2 separate regions of the Gasterosteus aculeatus genome follow, and region 1 is linked to region 2. A link is a contact called in public Hi-C data. All regions are on one chromosome and are shown on one strand. The core of a region is the stretch at or near the end of the contact, and the rest is flanking DNA. Distances in the headings are between cores, read along the strand shown.

The links. Hi-C and Micro-C count contacts between places; a contact is called where the count stands out from the background.
Region 1: a contact with region 2 is called in a Hi-C map of skeletal muscle, with 2.9 times the contacts expected there. The contact joins two enhancer-like sites. A contact is called at or near these places in 4 of 6 Hi-C or Micro-C datasets (liver, skeletal muscle, tail fin and 1 more).

What each region holds. Positions count from the first base shown.
Region 1 is chr16:2,769,426-2,773,071 of fGasAcu3.hap1.1, forward strand. All of the region lies in intron 11 of LOC120834269 (cyclic AMP receptor-like protein A), which reads right to left. Among protein-coding and RNA genes, the nearest start is that of bcor, 20 kb to the left of the region's middle. Within about 2 kb of position 1,321, at least 3 of the 9 cell types and tissues checked have open chromatin away from gene starts, as enhancers often do.
Region 2 is chr16:2,723,639-2,727,373 of fGasAcu3.hap1.1, forward strand. bcor (BCL6 corepressor) reads right to left here. Exons shown (of 14, transcript XM_078091308.1): 10 at 3,354-3,520; 11 at 2,899-3,044; 12 at 954-1,031; 13 at 662-815; 14 at 1-571. The coding sequence ends at 241. Among protein-coding and RNA genes, the nearest start is that of atp6ap2, 12 kb to the left of the region's middle. Within about 2 kb of position 2,038, at least 7 of the 9 cell types and tissues checked have open chromatin away from gene starts, as enhancers often do.

The DNA of each region.
Region 1 (3,646 bases), core at 71-2,570, 45 kb after region 2:
TTCAGATCAAAATTAGTAGTATTATAAATATATTTGAGGCAAACATTGAGTACATTATGTTTTCTTTGATATTTACGCATGATATCACAGCACATGCTTGTGTGTTTTGGTGTGCATGGAAATGTATTTCTCTGCACTGTTACAATCGAGTAACAATCTGGACCAACAGGTGCTCAAAGTTGATGACGTCCAACAATTAACAAAATGACTCTGAGCCTGTATCTTAGTTGTTGTAGTCTCAGTTTTGGTGAATGTTTGGTTTGTTGCCCGGCCTCCCATCCTATGAATATCAAAAAGACTGCGCCTTGAAATGACAGTTTGCAGGCACCTTTACTTTGTTAAACCAAGCAAGCACATCATTATGATCTGTTCGACTTCCCTTGAAAACCGTAGAGAGCTGCAGGTGAGCAGCACAGAAGATGATTATGGAGATCCGTCCGCAAATCTGCTTATAATCCCCGCTTATCCTCTTTTGCAGCAGCAAGTTGTAGGTTTTATTTGCTGCTAATCGGTCTTCATTTTACCTTCCGGCAAACCCTTTAAAAAGTTGTGACGGTGAAAGAAGCCGCAAGTAAGGCCGGCCCAAGACCCAACTTTTGCTTCCTGGATAATGGTGCGGCTTAAAATAAAACCAACAGTGCAGCCAGTGGAGCGTGGAGCGGCGGCGCGGAGCCGAGCGGCGTGTCCTGGCACTTGTCGGAGTGAGGAGCGCTTTTCGGAACGTCGCCGCCTATTTTCTGGGTCGGCCTCCTGCTGCTGTATCTCCGAGGACCAGACCAGCTGCTGCTCACATTCATTTCACTTCCCATTAAAGGTGAAATAAATCAGCGGTCCCCGTGCAACGTCCTTAGAGACGAGGGAGAAACACACACAAACACACACACAGGACTGCCTGTGTGTGTGTGTGCGCTCATAGGTGTGCGCATGCAGTCTAACCTAGGTCATATGCATTGAGGATGTCAGATGGAGAGGAAATGCAGTGGACGTGTCTTGTGTGTGCGCATCTGCCGGTGTGTGTGTGCGTGTGTGCGTGCGCGTGTCTCTGACAGCGCAGCGGCGAGAGTGAGCGGGTCTGTGTGAAGGGGGGCTATTTCTGGCGTCTCATTTTTTTTTTTTTTCCCTGCTGCCGCAAAGAAATGCGATCGGCGTCCGGGAAACGAGAGCTGGCAGCAAGCAATCATCTGCCTGCCACACACACACACACACACACACACACACACACACACACACACACACACACACACACACACACACCTCCCAGCGCCGAGCAACACGCGCCATGGCAACGGAACAGCCGCAATTAGAGGCGAAGAGCCTTTCCCCTCCATCGAGGGAGAGACGGAGAGCGAAATGAAAGGAAGAATGAAAGAGCAGGCGAAAGAGGGAGAGAGACAGGAAGAGGGGAGGGGTGTGGGAGGGAGGGGGGGGGGGGGGGGGGGGCGAATGTCAGAGAAACAGCACCGCTCAGGAAGGAGAGAGGGAGAGTGGAAGAGGAAAGGAGAACGCGATAAAGAGGTGAGAATGTGCAAGAGCGAGGCGGCGAAGGGGAAGGAGGGCCGAGAGCAATGGAGGAAGAGGGGGAGGAGGGGGAGGAGCAGGAGGGGGAGGTGGGGGGGAGGGAGCAGACTGAAGGAGTGACGCTGAATGGAAAAGACTAAAAAAGCAGAGGAGGCAGAGAGCGAGGAAGAGGAGCACAATGAGGAGGAGGAGGAGGTATCCAAAAAGACTGATTGCGAGACATGAGCGAGACAAACAAAAGAAGAGAAAACCACGATAAGGCGAGAGGACGGTTAGACAGAGAGAGACGGAGGAGGTGGAGGGACGGGTGGAGGCCTACGGAGGAGGAGGGGGGGGGCTGTTTCTCCTGTGCGAGCTGGGCTAATGAAAGATGAATGAGGCAGGCAGCGGTGGGAAGGAGAGTGTGGCTGTGGGCGATGCCTGGCTGAGCTGCTGTGTGTGTGTCTGTCAGGGTCTTTGTGTGTGTGTGTGTGTGTGTGTGTGTGTGTGTGTGTGTGTGTGTGCGGTCAGTTAAGCGAATCCCAGTCGGCTGACTGGTGTTGGACAACAGGGACAGCATTGTGTTTACTGTCGGACTGGGGCGCAAGCGGTCAACAACAATAAAACGCGCTCGCACGCGCGGGGCTGGCACTTTCGGGGAGGGGGGGTGGGGGGGGGGATCCTGCCGCCACCTGTAGGCGGCGAGTCGGCCATTAGCACGCGCACAGCGTCTCCGAAAGCCTCGCTCGCTTATTCAGACCGTCCCTCTATCGCGCTGCAGTCACTCTATGAGCCCGTCTCCCGCTCCCCACATTCAAAAGTCTTCCGCTGCCTCTCCTCTATCAATACCCCACCCTGCCAGTCCATGCAGCCCCCCTCCCTCTCCCCCTCCCTCTCCCCCCCTTGGCAGATTCCACCTTTTTCTTCTGGGCTGGTGTGTCTCTAATAGTTCTAATCGTCCTGAGCGCTGTGGGGGGAAGCAGCACTGTAACAGCGCGGATGAGAACTCCCCCTCCCGGAAAACAGGGCGGCCAGACAGAGAAGTCACTCTGACCCCGATCGCCCTTCTTCCTCTCTCTCTCTCTCTCTCCGACCGACTGGCTGCCTGACTTCGTTTCTCTTCTCCTCCCCCCCACCTCACCCCCTCCCTGCAGACAAATCACATGCTTTCGCTGTTCCAAAACAAGGCCTCGGCGCTGCCCGCGGTGCTGCTGCTGAGTTCTGCCAAAGCGAGCTTAACGCTGTGAGTCTCTGTTACGGTCAGGTTGTCGCTTGGCTCAGGCGGCGTCAGGGTATGTTCTTGAATTTGAAAAAAAAAGAAAAATTGATTGATCTTAATGCCCCTGAAATGAAATTCAGGTCCAATTAGAGAAATGAAAATGTAACAGTGAAATGAGAAAAAACAAATGCTTCTCACAAACAGACATGAGGAAACAATAACTAGAAATTGCCACACTTCATTAGAGTCTAATTATGCTTCATGATACTTCTGGGCGTGATCGCCTTTTATTGAATTTGAACGGAGACAAATCCTTCAGAGAGGGATCGGATCGTCCCGTTTTAACTCCCAAAGTCATGAAAAATGATAAAAACGAGAAGCGTCACTAAACGGCGGACATTTGATCGGGAGAAGACCCGACCTGTGGTCACAGCGGATCAAAGGGCCCTCGGGCTGGTTGATCGCTCGTCTGTTGCGCATGTGCGGCAGCCTTAAGGACAGCGGAGACAAGAGGACGCGAGGACAGGCCTCCCATTGTACGGAGACATCATGTGATCAGCCACTTCAATGTGCGTGGAGCTGGAATGCTTGGGAACTCTGTGCTTTGTGGACACGGACATGGGCATGATCTACTTTGATCATAAGGTCAACGTGGAGATTACCGTCACGGTTACGGGCTTGACTCGCGCGCGCGCACACACACACACACACACACACACACACACACACACACACACACACACACACACACACACACACACACACACACACACACACACACACACACACACACACACACACACACCTTGTCATCTCTCTGCGCAAAACCCATTTTTCTGTAATCAGGCTGAGACACACAAACAGGCAGGCATGTTGTGCAAAAAACGAACCCCCTCTACACACGGGCACACACTTAAAAATCTGAGCACA
Region 2 (3,735 bases), core at 788-3,287:
ATTAATTTAGAAAAATAAGACCATTATCAAGTCTATTCAGTCACTAATGTGTTGGTCCTCCGTTAACAGAGGACCACGTTTCCGCAGCCCGATCAGCCAGCAGGTCGGTCCATCTGTACAGTGCTGGTCCAGAGCGGGCCGGAGCGCGAGGCGCGTCATCGCGGCCCCCGGGTGCTTCTGCGGCAGACTGCAGCCGGTGGATCAAGGATCAAGGGTCCTGTTTTTGCCGGCGCCGGGGGGTCAGGACGAGCCCACCTTGTGGATGGCCTTGATTTTGTCCTTCAGCCTGTCCCCACGGCGGTCCCAGCGGTCGTCCAGACACTCCAGCGTGGAGCCCAGCAGGGCGGCCAGCTCGCCGCTGTCCTCCACCAGGTCCAGCAGGTCCTTGCTGTCCGCGTGGAAGCCCTCCAGCTCCTCCGGGCAGGAGAAGAGCTGCGACAGGGAGGCCTGTCGGTAGAACTCGGCCTCGGCCACCGTCACCACCTCCATGTGGGGGAACGCCGTTCGGAAGCCGCGACCCGACATCCGCATTCGGCGCAGGACGTCGGACAGAAGCAGCCAGTTCCTCGGCCTGGAAGAAGGGGGGGGCATCAAAATGAGGATTAGGAACGAGGGCCGACAGACTTTTCCTTTTTTATAAACTCTTGGGATTAAAGCTCACCCCTGAGAGAGGGACACCTGGATGTTGTAGCACGGCAGCAGAGGTCGGTCAGAGAACTCAAACTCGAACACCTCTCTTTTGTCGTCCTCTTCCTCGTCCTCCGGGCCCGGGGCATCGGCCAGGATGTCATAGACACCGCCCTCCTCGCTCAACTCTGACACGCACAAAGAAAAAAAAAAAGAAGAGCCACACGTGAATAATTATCCGGGCGCATCTCCGTTACCGTCAAGGACGGGCGGCACTGGAGGGTGTTTGGTGTCAAATCCGAAAACCAACACGCAGCAGCACTCACCACACACGGCGCTGCCATAGAACTCCCAATAAAGCCCCGGGTCGTCATCGGCGCGCCCCTGAAGGTCGGAAAAATAATCTGTGGAGAGCAGAGAGGAGCGGAGCCTATTATTCAAGAGCCGGAGCCTCGGGGACACGCAAAGAGGCTGACGCGCCTGCCCTTTAAGACTACAGCGGAAAAAGGGATGAAGAGCGCAGTAAAATGGAAGAGGACGGGGAGGGGGGGGGAGGGCGCCGAGAGAGAAAGAAAAACAAACAGAGCAAATGTGTTGGGAGGGAGGGAGGGGAGGAGGGGAGGGGGAGGGGGGGGGGGAGGGGGGGGGGGCAGTGGTCAGGGGCCAGCGGCTGTACCACCAGGGAGGAGAACGACCGTCTCCGCTGGGTTAAAGCTGGCTCGGTTCAGAGCGGCGCTGCCAGGAATCAAACAAGAACCGCACACAGACGCCGAGTCCACACACACACACACACACACACACACACACACACACACAGGCAAACAAGCAAAGGGAGCTGGGTAAGCGCACACACACACACACACACAGAGCTGGGCTTTGTGCCAGCGCTGAGGCGTGGGGCGTCTGGCGTGTGTTTGGAGGGATTAACGGCCTCCAGATGAGTGGGACCAGGTGGAGGGAGGGCGCAATCGCTTGCGCGGTTGTTGTTTTTTTCCCTCTTTTGCCCCCCCCCCCAGCCCTCCTCCCCACCCCCCCTCCTCCTCCTCCTCCGTCAATCCAGCAGCCATCGATCCCTCCACGCTCTCTTTTCAAAATTCAGCACTTCCCCAGCTGGGCGCGTTTAAATCGGCCGTGCGTCCTCCCCTGCGTGCATGGACTCGCGCCCGCTCCCGTCCCCCCCACGCCGCGTCTCACATAAGCGGGTTTAACTGGATGTTCGTGTCGTATTAAGCGGTGGCTGCACGCGGAGGGAGCGCCTGTGCACGCGCTTTCATTTCCTCCGCGGCGGCCTTGGAAAAGACGCACGCACGCACACACACGCGCGCGCGCCGGCATACAAAAGCAGAGTCTCCAGCCAGAGCGAAGCCCATTTCCGCACATACACTGAGCAAACACAGTTGGCGTTGCTAAGTAACCAGATAGAGGAGCTCAGAGGCAGCAGCACGCAACCCAGCGGGCTGAGGCTCCCCGTCTAACAGGTGGTCGAGGGAGGGGGGCGGAGGGGGGGGGTAACGGCGTGACGGAGACAGACGTGTCTCGACGGTTGGGAGGTGGAGGGTGTGCACAGAGAGGGGACTCGTAGCTGCTACAGGTCGCACAGAGGTCAGAGCGTTGGGGGACCGGAGCACCGGGGAGGAGGTTGCATGTTTAGCCCCCCCCCCCCACCTCCGCATCGACTGCTTCATCCGCTGTCTGGAAATCCTTTTTTTATTTAAACTTATTTGTGCGCAATGAACATTAAAAACCTAATTTCATTGCATTCCAATTAGTCTTCAGGAGGGAGGAAGCTTCCAGTCACTGCAAAATAGTTCTAAACTATTAGTGCGCTTTAGTTTCACTCAATAAAAACATTAATTTCAATCAGATTCTTATCCTCTATTTCACATGCAGGATTTTTTTTTTTTAGTGACCTAAGGTGAATTTGTAATTTTTTAATTTGTAACTTAGCCGTATCTATTAAACACGCATGTGCATTCTGTGCAGCTGCTGAAATCATGAATAATTGTAGAGAAACTTTATTTCCGACTTAAACACGAGCCGGGAAATGACATTTGATCCGGTGAAATCAGTGAAATCCAAGTGCAGAATCTGAAGGTGCCCAAAATAGCTACGTGTGCTCTCAAATGGCACAGATTCAGACGCTGGTCTGGGAGTTTCCATGGGCTGGGTGGGGGTGGGGGAAGAGGGGGGGTGGGGGTGTCAGGCTGCAGTTAATGACATCAGCGAGCCCCCGGCCGGCCGAAGCTGCCTGGGGCTGGACGTGGAACTCACCGGAGAGGAAGCGCTCCATGCCGTCGCTGTGGGTCATCTTCAGCAGCCCGCGGCCAGAGTACGTGGCCAGGGTGGGGTCGGCGCCGTAGGACAGCAAGACGCGCACGACGTCCAGGTGGTCGTTCTCCACGGCGTCGTGAATCGGCCTGGACGCACATAAGATGTGCATGTCAATGACAACCAGGCGTGCAACATTTGTACGGTGCTTTGTGGCCCGTTGGGACCCGCCCCCCCTGCCCTACGCTCTAATAACACGGCGATCAAAGCGCGAGCCTCTTCCCGTTAGCGGCCGCAGCTAATCTCTCAAATCACCACTCCTGCCGAGCGAGTTTGCCGCGAGCAGTCTCGCGTGACGCTCGCCCTGTCAGAACACGCCGCGTTTGCCCCGTCCACACGAGCCGCGTGGGGCGTTTCGTGCGTGCATGGGCGCATGCGAGCGGAGGGGTTGGGTTTACCTGGTGCCGTCCTGCGCGCTGCAGTTGATGTCGGCCCCGTAGTCCAGCAGGTGCTGGACAATGGTGAGCCAGCCGCGGGCGCACGCCTCGTGGAGAGCGCAGTAGCCGGCGTAGTCCCGGTGATTCACCTCGCAGACTCGGTTCTCCAGACAGTACAGCACCACCTCCTGAAGAGAGGCAGCCAACACAGAGGGAGGGAGGGGTTTAGAGGGGGGGGGGAGCCAGACCAAACGCGCAAGCCTGAGCGGGACAGACGCGCACGCAAACAGGCCTTCCGCTTTACAGTTCCTGTGGGAGGGAAATTAGGGGAAAGGAGGAAGTGACACACACACACACACACACACACAACTGCCTTTAGCCTGCCAGAATTTGTGAGTGTGCA